2 separate regions of the Sus scrofa genome follow, and region 1 is linked to region 2. A link is a contact called in public Hi-C data. All regions are on one chromosome and are shown on one strand. Each heading gives the region's core, a stretch centred on a gene start, on an enhancer-like site or on the middle of the called end of the contact. The rest is flanking DNA. Distances are from core to core; before and after follow the strand shown. Region 1 holds the start of TNFSF9 (tumor necrosis factor ligand superfamily member 9). Region 2 overlaps VAV1 (vav guanine nucleotide exchange factor 1).

Region 1 (5,148 bases), core at 1,337-3,836, 260 kb before region 2:
GATAGAGTGTGGCTGTGTGCCCATAAAGCTTTACTTGTGAACACTGAAATTTGAATTTCACATAGTTTGCACATATCAGGAAATTTCTTTTAACATTCCCCAGTCACCTCCAAAAGAAAACAAAACATTTGAGTTGATTGACTATGGTTTGTTGACCTCTAGAGCCCATGCTGGTAGTTTCACTCATTCATACATTTTTTTTTTTTTTCTTCTTTCCCTTGCTTTTTATGGCTGCACCCATGGCACATGGGAATTCCCAGGCTAGGGGTCCAACCCAAGCCACAGCTGTAGGCCTACACCACAACTCACAGCAATGCCAGATCCTTAACCCACTGAGCAAGGCCAGGGATCGACGAACTGGCAACCTCATGGTTCCTAGTCAGATGTGCTTCTGCTGTGCCACCACAGGAACTCCCATTCATTCATTCATTCAGTATTTTGAGGCCTGCACTTTTCTAGGTATTGGAGAGAGCACGAAAACACAATGCAAGTGAAGGTGCTTCTCTTTGGGAAATAAGTTTCGTGGGAGAAACAACCATGAGCAAGTAAACAAACAAGACTACTTCACGTGGTGGAAACTGCTGGTGAGGAAATTTCATGAGGTGATGTAACTGGGCCCTAGAGAGAGAGAGAGAGACACTTTCAATTGGATTGTCCGAGATAGTGAGTCTGAATTCCTCTTTTTGTCAGCTCAAGCAGTCCTTGGCTGTGGCCTGCTGTTTGGGGGCTGGGGGTAGGGCTTAATAATAAACAGATTAGCCCGTGGCATGTGAGCTTCTTGGCAGAGCAGTGGGATCTGGAGAGAGCGCTTTGGCCTCAGTATCTTTTTATCTATCTTTCTGTTTGACCAGATGCCTTGGGGAAGGGATCCCACCATCTCTGTTTTTCAGGTCCTGGCTGCTGAGTTGGGGGTGAGGATCTAGGTGGGAAACTCCAGCATTCGCGCTCACGTTTGCTTTACCCATGCTTTTAGCGTGATTTGTCCACCCGCAACTGCACTCCTCCCCCCAGAAACTCTGCCATTTCCGTTATCTGGAGGAAAAAAAAAAAACCTATTGTGTTTCCACCCTGATGGGGAGAAGAGCTGGTATCTCTTTCAGGAATTTCCTTTCAATCAACTCTCCTATTTTAGCTGCCACCCACAACACTCTCTTCTGGGGTTGGCAGGGGGTCACCAACGACCGAGGCTTGGAGTCGTGGTGATGGTGGCATTTCGGCAGAGAAATTATATTTAGCATTCCACCCTGATGGCTTGCCATTTGGGTTTAGGTTTTTAACACCAAAAGTCTCTTAAGTATCAACTGCAGTGGGGGTTTGAGAGATGGTACAAGAAGAAAGCTAGAGTTGAATTCATCCTCTTTACTCAGAAGGACAGCTAGAATCCAGACGGCCATAGATCATTCCAGGCAGAGGGACATCAGGTGCGATGGCAAGTGGCAGAATCTTCTGGAAGGTTCCTTCAGACACTGATGGCAGGGGGCCCGCTCCTAGACTGTCAATAGGTGTCGGTTGAGGTGCTATAAGTTCAGAACTAAGAGGTGATGCTGGTTGGGGCATCACACCTTATAAACCAAACTGCTGGTACAACGGAAAAGGAAGCTTTTAGCACCTGTGTGTCAATAATAGTGTCATGATTGTTCGGCCTCCTAGTTCCCCAGAGAGGCTTAATATGAGATTGAATACAGGGCCTGAAACTGACCCTTGTTCTGTGGAACCCAAACTCCCCCCTACTCCCCATTTCCTGGGCCCCTGGTGGACAGTAGACCACAGAGATCAACCACACATCCCCTCCCCACCTCCCCTCCTCTGTCTACAGGGAGAGTGCGGTCTGGAGAGGGTGAAGAAAAGTTGACTGGTGGCTACCCGGCTGGACTGGGCAGAGCAGGGCTTCTGTGGGAGCCCAGGGCTTTTCTAGGGCTGGCCATCTCTCAATCCAGGGTTGCTTCCTCTTTTGGGGACCGAGTTTTGGCAGCTTCTCTGCTCCTCCTCCCGCCCCCGCCTACACCACGGGAGAGCAAACGGGAAATTTGAGTTTCCTTCGCCTCACTCGAGATTGTCCTTTTCCTACAAGGGGAATTTCTCCACCTGGACTCTCCAACCTTCTGCTTGTGGGGTCTAGGGGGCCGCTGACGGGAAGCGTCTAGGTGGGTGGGGGCAGGCCAGGGACGACCCAGGGGTCCCTAGGAAAGGGGGGCGAGGGTCGAGCATGGCACTTAGGGTTCCACTGGGGGGAGGGGTCTTTTGCTCCGGAGGTGAAGGGGGATAAGGCCTGGCTGTCCTCTGAGCCCCCTGAAGAAGTGCTGGGTTTAGGGGAGCCCTGGGGGAGCCCCAGTGCTGGGGGCCTAGGGAGTGAGAAGAAACTCGGGAGAGAGGCAGAGAGACAGAGAAGCAGAGAGGCCCAGGGAGCTAACTGGGGAGACGAAAGAGAATTAGATAATAGGATTTGGTGGAGCAGGGCTTGGAGGGCGAGAGAGAGAGAGAGAGAGAGAGAGAGAGAGAGAGAGAGAGAGAGAGAGAGAGAGAGAGAGAGAAAGGAGATGGAGAGAGGGAGAGATCTAGGGAAAAGAAAGTTAGGGAAAGTTCTGACCGAAGGTGGAAGGGGCGGGGCGGGGCGGGCGGGAACCAACGTACCCAGCACATCGCTGGGATCCCCGGCGGCCACTCCCCGGAAAGCAGCGCTTCCGGATTGGGTATAAAGTGAGTTGCGCTGGGACCCGGACCGCAGCTGTCCGTCGCCGGCCATGAGCTCCAGCTCCGACGTCGACCAGGACCCCGAGGCCCAGAGGCCTCCCGCGCCCCGAGGCCGAGCTTGCAGCCCCTTGCCCTGGGCCTTGAGCGCCGCGCTGCTAGTGTTCGCAGCCGCCAGCGCCGTCTGCCTGGTGCGCTCCTGGACCGCGCCCGGGGCCCCCGCCGCGCCCGGTCCCGCGCCCAGCCCGCGACTGCCAGAGGGTCCGGAGTTGACGTCCGACGCCCTGGCCGGCTTCCCAGACTATCCACAGGTGAGATGCGGCCCGATCAGGAACCCAGGCGAGACCCCAGTCCCACCCCGGGACCCCTTCTCCATCTAGAGGCCCTCGGCGAGGCTCTTTCTGCACCTCAAGCCGAGGGTGGAGGGACACAACGCCCCCACCCGTCCTCTTTGGACCTCCGAGGGCACCCTTTCTTTATCCAGGACTTCGTGGGGGCACCCCTTCTCTACCTACACGCCGTGAGACCCTATCTGCATCCCGGGCCCCAGAGGGGATCTTTCTCCATCGCGGAGCCCAAGGGGCCTTTTATCTTGAACAGTTGATGGGGCTCCCCCTTTCTTTCCTCATTCCCGGAGAACCTCAATTTTCTCTCGGACCTCTGGGGTATCCGATTTTCCCTGCCGACTCTCCTGTGCCAAGTCTCCCTGGAGGACTCTCTTTTCCCTCCTGAGTTCTCGGGGTGCCGCCCTTGCAGACGGCGGTACTGGGGTAGGGTGTGCGTACCTGTGTGTGTGTGCGCGCTCGCCCCCGCGCGCGCGCTCATTTGGAGCGGGATGGGAACGTAGATTCAAGGCCTGCGCAGATCCTGGGGACCCCGCCGCCTTTCCAGAGGGCTGCGGGTGCGGGAAGGAGGGCCCTCCATCCACTCTCTGCTTTTCCTCTGTCGGCAGGGCATGTTCCAGCAGGATGTTTTCGCGCAGCTGGTGGTGGCGGAGGGTGGTGAGTGACTCCCCACGACATGGGGGGGGTGGGGTTGGAAGGGGAGGGTGGGGGGTGCACCAAGGCGAAGAGCCCCGGGAGAGGGAGGCCTCTTCTCTGACCCAATCTGACCCTCTTTCTCCCCTTTCTCTGAAAAACATCCCCTCTCCTTTTAGAACCTTCTCTGTCACTCTGGGACTCTTCCTCTAAGCCCCATCTGTGCCTACCTCCGACGCCACCCCTCCCCCCCGCCCCGGCCATCAGAGCTGGGGCTGGATCCCACAAATCCCAGCCAGATCGAGTCTCTCCCATTTGGTTCTGGGAGCTCTGGACCGTCCTCCGAAGCCCTGTATTCCCTTCTTCCTTCAGGCCACCCTCCTTCCCAAAGATGTCCCCGCCCACTTCCGGAGACCCTCCTCTCTGCCCCTCCCTCTGCCCCTCCCCCTTCCAGAATCTCTTCCCATCCTCTCTCGGAGACCGCCCCCCTTCGGGACTCTTCTCCCCACACCTTTCCTTCCCGCTTCTGGACCTGTGGCCACCTCCCCACTCCTCCTCGCCTTGGAGTTCCCTCCTTACCCTTCCCACCGCTTCCGCCTTTCCCTTTATCTTTCCTCCGTTTTCTACTTCTCTCCAGGTCAGACCCCTTGTTTCCCCAATCTTTACCCTTGGATTTTTCCTTCTTCCTGACAACCGCCCCCTCCATTCCCTGCCCTCTGGGCTCCAGATCCCCTTTCCTCCTTTCTTCCTCTCTGAGTCCTCTTCTCCATTCTACTCGGTCTCTGCCCCCCCATTCCCCTCAACTCCCCCTCCGTACCCCTTTCTTCCCTAGGAGCGCCCCCTCCCCCATCGTACATTCCCTCTTCTTTCTGGGGTCCCCCCCCTTCTCTTCATCACTCTCCCACTTCTGGAGAGTCTTTCCCCTCCTCTGAAACCCTTTCCTCCCTTCTATCCCCCCCTGCCCCTTTTCCTTCCCCCTCAGCCCCAGCTCCCTTTGGGATGCTCTTCCCTCTCTGAGTCTCCTTCTCTCTCTCAGACACCCTCCCCACTTTTGCCTCCTGTCCTCTCTCCCTCAGAGCACCCCCTACCCTCTCCCCAGGGCTGCACCCCCACCCCCTCAGCCTTGCTCACATGCTGAGTGTATCCTGCTCTCTGCTCACAGAAAAGCTGACCGAAGGGCCCCTGCACTGGTGCAGCGAGCCAGGGATGAAAGGTGTGACTCTGACGCCAGGTGTGAGATATGACAGGGACACACATGAGCTGGTGGTGGTCAAGGCTGGAATCTACTATGTGTTCTTGCACTTGGCACTGAAGCGCGTGGTGGCCGTCAACAGCAACAGCAACAGCAACATCAGCTCCGGCTCCGTCTCCGTTGCCCTGCACCTGCAGCCTTCCCACGCTGAGGCCACCGCCTTGGCCTTGACCTTGGACCTGCCACCCCCATCCTCAGGGAACTCAGCCGCTGGTTTCCGGGGTGGCCTGC
Region 2 (4,960 bases), core at 767-3,266:
AAGATTATTCTGAGTACTGCTGAGCTTTGGCACATTGGCAAAGAGATGAGAAACTACTCTCGGCTCTGAGCCCAGGATGAACAGGCAGCAGGGCCAGTGGCTTTGACAGGTCCTGGTGGGCTGAGAGCCCAGGATGAATGGTAGAGAGTCAGTGTGCAGGTGGCAGGGCTCCTGGGATGTTGCCCTGGTGCAATTAATTTATAACACACTGATTTCCTTCTGGGTCCCCTTGAGAAGGCGGGACTCAAGGCAATAGCTTTTAATAAAATGATAATTGGACAGACTGGTATCATTTAGAAAGCCCTAGAAGGCTAAAGGTGGGAAGGGGCATTGGGACACAGACAAAACTCCCTGGCCAATTCCTGCCTTCCAGCTGTATCACCGTCCTCTACCATTTAAAATAACACCTGGGAGTTCCCATCAGGTGGCTCAGCGGTTAACGAACCTGACTAGCATCCACGAGGACGCGGATTTGATTTCTGGCCTCGGTCAGTGGGTTAAGGATCTGGCTTTGCCGTGAGCTATGATGTAGGTCACAGACGTGGCTTGGATCCTGTGTTGCGGTGGCTGTGGCCTAGGCTTGCAGCTATAGCTCCAATTGGACCCCTAGCCTGAGAACCTCCATTTGCCATGGGTGCGGCCCTAAAAAGACAAAAAGAAAAAAACAAAAATAAAAATAAAATAAAACAAAATAAAATAAGACCTGGAGTTCCCACTGTGGCACAAGGGATCAGTGGCGTCTCTGCAATACTAGGATAGAGGTTCAATCCCCAGCCCAGCAAAGGTCACAGCTGCGGCTGGGACCTGATCCCTAGTCTGGGAGCTCTGTATGCTGCGGAGTGGCCAAAAAATAAAAATAAAATAAAAGTAAAATAAGACCTGAAGAAGGAAATGGGACGCCCACAGAGCAGAAAATAATTGTACGTCAACAGATTTCAGATTGCAAAAACGAAAGTCTCATTCGCTTTTTCTATAATAGAACATAATTCCTATTTGGAGCGCCTCCAGTTCTGCTAAATGGTATAGAAACTTCATCTCAGTTGCATCTGGGTCTCTGGAGTCAGTTCTCTCCAAGGTCACATTCAAATTCCAGGGGCTTTGACGTGAGTGTTGGAGACACCACTGCCCCCTGCTGAGATGCCACAGCTTCTGCTTCAACTTTGCTGTTTCTGCATCATCCGTGTCCCTCTTGGCACGGACCAGGCATCTGGCTGTTTTTTCGTGAATGCCGAGTGGAATGACCATACATTCTGGTTTCCCTGGGGCAGTCCTGGCTGTTGCCCTGGTCTAGTTATGAATCATTTTTCCTTCTCATTCTCCAGAGCATCCTGGTTTGGATGCTAAATGACGTGGTCCCTGTCTTCAGTGGTGCTGCTCCAGAAGGAGAGCCTGAGACAAGGATTGAGGGGTGCAAAATCTACCTGGGAGGTGATCTAAGGAACCAGAGGGGAGGGGGCGGGGAAGAGAGATGGGAAGGGGAGGGGGATAGAGGGAGCACTGATGAACAGGTGACAGCTGTGGGCCATGGGGACTTCTTATTCAGGACCTGGAAGTTAACGTAGAACAAGCTTTGGAGTTGAGGAGGGCGAGGGAACTGGGGTATTTATCCATCAACTTCCATTAGGTGTTGCTTGAAACCTGCTTGTATGTAGGCAGTACACGCTCTGGTGGCCAGAGAACCACAGGCATACTGGAGCCGCCGACCTGTATGGACCTTGTCAGTCCTGGGGCACAATGGGTGGGGTGCCGATTGGGTGTGCACAGTCCTTTGCAGCCAGTCCTACTCAAAGGATGCTGCTTTACGATGGATATGGAGAAACCCCGCCCAGCCTGCTTTATCCTGGGGCCCAGGGTGGGGGTGGGGGTTCCCGGGAGCCTTCTTTTTCTCACATCACCCTGAAGCCCTTTAGATGAGAGGTGGGATTGCAGAATTCAGGAACGTAGGTCTGGACCCATCTCTGAGTTTAACCATCTTCTTTCCCGCCCAGCTCTTCCTGTTCACACTGGGGAACCTTGATCTATTTTGCTGCAAGAAAAGTTGACTCATCCTGAATGCTCATCTGTATAGAGAGCCAGGCTTTCTTTTGACTGATAGCATTATTTTTTAAAAATTGTGGCAAAACCCACATGACATCAAATTTACCATCCTAACCAGTTTTACATGTGCAGTTTGGCGGCGGGATGTATATTTACACTGTTGTGCAATCACTCTCCAGAAATTTTCATCTTGCAAAAGGGAAATTGTCCCCTATTGAGCAACAACTTCCCTTTCCCCTCTCCCCCCCAGCCCCTGGTCACCACTTTGGCCAGACTTTAGTTATCTAGAGTCCTTGAGAGCTTCGATTTTGGGGGGCTCAAAAGCCAAAGTTCAGAATCAATCTTTTCTCTTCCTTCCTTCCTTCCTTCCTTCCTTCCTTCCTTCCTTCCTTCCTTCCTTCCTTCCTTCCTTCCTTTCTTTCTTTCTTTCTTTCTTTCTTTCTTTCTTTCTTTCTTTCTTTCTTTCTTTCTTTCTCTCTCTTTCTCTCTTTCTCTCTTTCTTTTTTTCTGCCGTGCCCATGGCATGCCAAAGTTCCCAGGCCAGGGATCAAATGCACACCAGGGCAGTGACCTGAGCCACAGCAGTGACAATGCTGGATCCTTACCCCACTGAGCCACCAGGGAACTCCAAGATCCAGGATCTTTAATTAGGCTTTTGAAGTTCAAAAGCCAAGAATTTGCTTCTTCGGTAAATCTGCAGGAATACCTCTTAGGAGAAAGAGCTGCAGACAGCTGGACAGTCTGCTGTTAATCACTGAAGTTAGAACATGCCCTCACGCCATACACAAAACTAAACTCAAAATGGTTGAAAGAGTGACATATAAGATCTGACACGATAAAACTCTTAGAAGAGAACTTCGGCAAAACATTCTCTGACTTAATTGTAGCAGTATTTTCTTAGATCAATCTCTCAAGGCAAAAGAAAGAAAAGCAAAAGCCAACAAATGGAACCTAATCAAACTTAATAAGCTTTTGTACAGCAAAACCATAAATAAAATGAAAGATAACCTATGGACTGGGAGAAAGTATGTGCAAATGATGAGACTGACAAGGGCTTAATTTCCAAAACATACGAAGGGTTCACACAACTCTATCAAAAAAACAACATAATCAAAAAATGGGCATGGGGAGTTCTTATCATGGCTCATCGGTTAACAAACCTGACTAGCATCCATGAGGGTGCGGGTTCAATCCCTGGCCTCACTCACTGGGTTAAGGATCTGGCACTGCCATGAGCTGTGGTGTAGGTTTCAAATGCGGCTCTGATCCAGCGTTGCTGTGGCTATGGCTGTGGTATAGGCCGGCAGCTACAGCTCCAATTGGACCCCTAGCCTGGGAACCTCCATATGCTGTGGATAAGGAAACAAACAAACAAACAAACAAACAAAAAAACGCATGGAATTCCCCACTGTGGTGCAATGGGATCAGCAGCCTCCAGAGTGCTGGGATGAAGTTTCGCTAGCCAGCCTGTGCAGTGGGTTAAGGATCCTGCTTTGCCATGGCTGAGGCATAGGTTGCAACTTCGGCTCAGATCTGATCCCTGCCCTGGGAACTCTGTAAGGCATGAGGTGACAATAAAAGAAAAAAAGGCAGAAGACTTAGACATTTCTCCAAAGAAGATATACAGATGCCAACAGGTACATGAAAAGATGCTCAGTGGCACTAATTGGGAATTCCCATCATGGTGCAGTGGAAATGAATCCGGCTAGGAACCACGAGGTCCCTGGCCTCACTCAGTGGGTTAAGGATTGGTGTTGCCGTGAGCTGTGGTGTAGGTCGAAGACGCGGCTTGGATCTGATGTGGTTGTGGTTGTAGTGTAGGCCAGCAGATGTAATTCCAATTAGACCCCTAGCCTGGGAACCTCTATATGCCGCAGATGCGGCCCTAAAAAGCCAAAAAAAAAAAAAAAAAAAAAAGGCACTACTAGTTAGAGAAATGCAAATCAAAACTGCAATAAGTATCACCTCACACCTGTCAGAATGGCCAAAAAAAAAAAAAAAAAATCTACAAATGATACATGCTGGGGAGGATGTGGAGAAAAGGGAACTTTCCTAAACTGTGGGTAGGAACATAAATTGACATAACAGTAGAGAAATTCCTTAACTGCTATATGATCCTAATACCCCACTCCTGGGTATATATAGGGAAAAGAAGAAAAAAAATTTTAATAGTTATTTCCCCAATATAATTTTTTTTCTACTGTACGGCATGGTGACCCAGTTACACATGCATGTACACATTCTATTTTTGCACATTATCATGCTCCATCATAAGTGACTAGGTATAGTTCCCAGTGCTACACAGCAGGATCTCATTGCTAATTCATTCCAAAGGCAAGAGTTTGTATCTATTAACCCCAAGCTCCCCAATCACCCCACTCCCTTCCCCTTCCCGGAAAAGAAGAAAATTAATTTGAAAAGATACATGCACCCCAATGTTCATAGCAGCAGTATTTACAACAGCCAAGACATAGAAGCAACCTAAATGTCCAGTGACAGATGGATAAATGGATAAAGGTGTGGTGATACATACAATGGTATGTTAGCCATAAAAATGAATAAAATAATGCTGCCTGCAGCAACATGGATGGACCTAGAGATTATCACATTAAGTGAAGTAACTCAGACAAAGACAAATATCGTATGATACCATGTATGTGGAATCTAAAAAATAATGCAAATGGACTTATTTACAAAAAAGAAACAGACTCACAGACATAGAAAAACAAATTTATGGTTACCAAACAAAAAATGGGGGAGGGGGAGGGATAAATTAGGAGTTTGGGATTAATAGATACACCCTACTGAATCTAAAATAGATAAACAACAAGGACCTAGTATATAGTACCGGGACCTCTATTCACTATCTTGTAATAACCTGTAATGGAAAAGAATCTGAAAAAAATATGTATAACTGAATCAC

What was found. A called contact is a pair of places that touch in the nucleus more often than the background predicts.
Region 1: a Hi-C map of alveolar macrophages shows a contact between it and region 2, with 4 times the contacts expected there. The contact joins the promoter of TNFSF9 here to the enhancer-like site in region 2. A contact is called at or near these places in 4 of 5 promoter capture datasets (fetal liver, fetal skeletal muscle and liver), 23 of 47 Hi-C or Micro-C datasets (alveolar macrophages, blood, brain and 12 more) and 1 of 2 datasets of contacts at active chromatin or transcription factors (alveolar macrophages).

Annotation. Positions count from the first base shown.
Region 1 is chr2:72,580,272-72,585,419 of Sscrofa11.1, reverse strand. It overlaps TNFSF9 (tumor necrosis factor ligand superfamily member 9), which reads left to right and starts at 2,586. Exons shown (of 3, transcript XM_003480815.3): 1 at 2,586-2,999; 2 at 3,641-3,689; 3 at 4,828-5,148. The coding sequence starts at 2,742.
Region 2 is chr2:72,322,752-72,327,711 of Sscrofa11.1, reverse strand. It overlaps VAV1 (vav guanine nucleotide exchange factor 1), which reads left to right. Exons shown (of 27, transcript NM_001267833.1): 27 at 1-279. The coding sequence ends at 23. Among named protein-coding and RNA genes, the nearest start is that of ADGRE1, 19 kb to the right of the region's middle. Within about 2 kb of position 2,016, at least 1 of the 83 cell types and tissues checked has an H3K27ac peak or open chromatin away from gene starts, as enhancers often do. A contact at or near this core is called in alveolar macrophages, where this site is marked.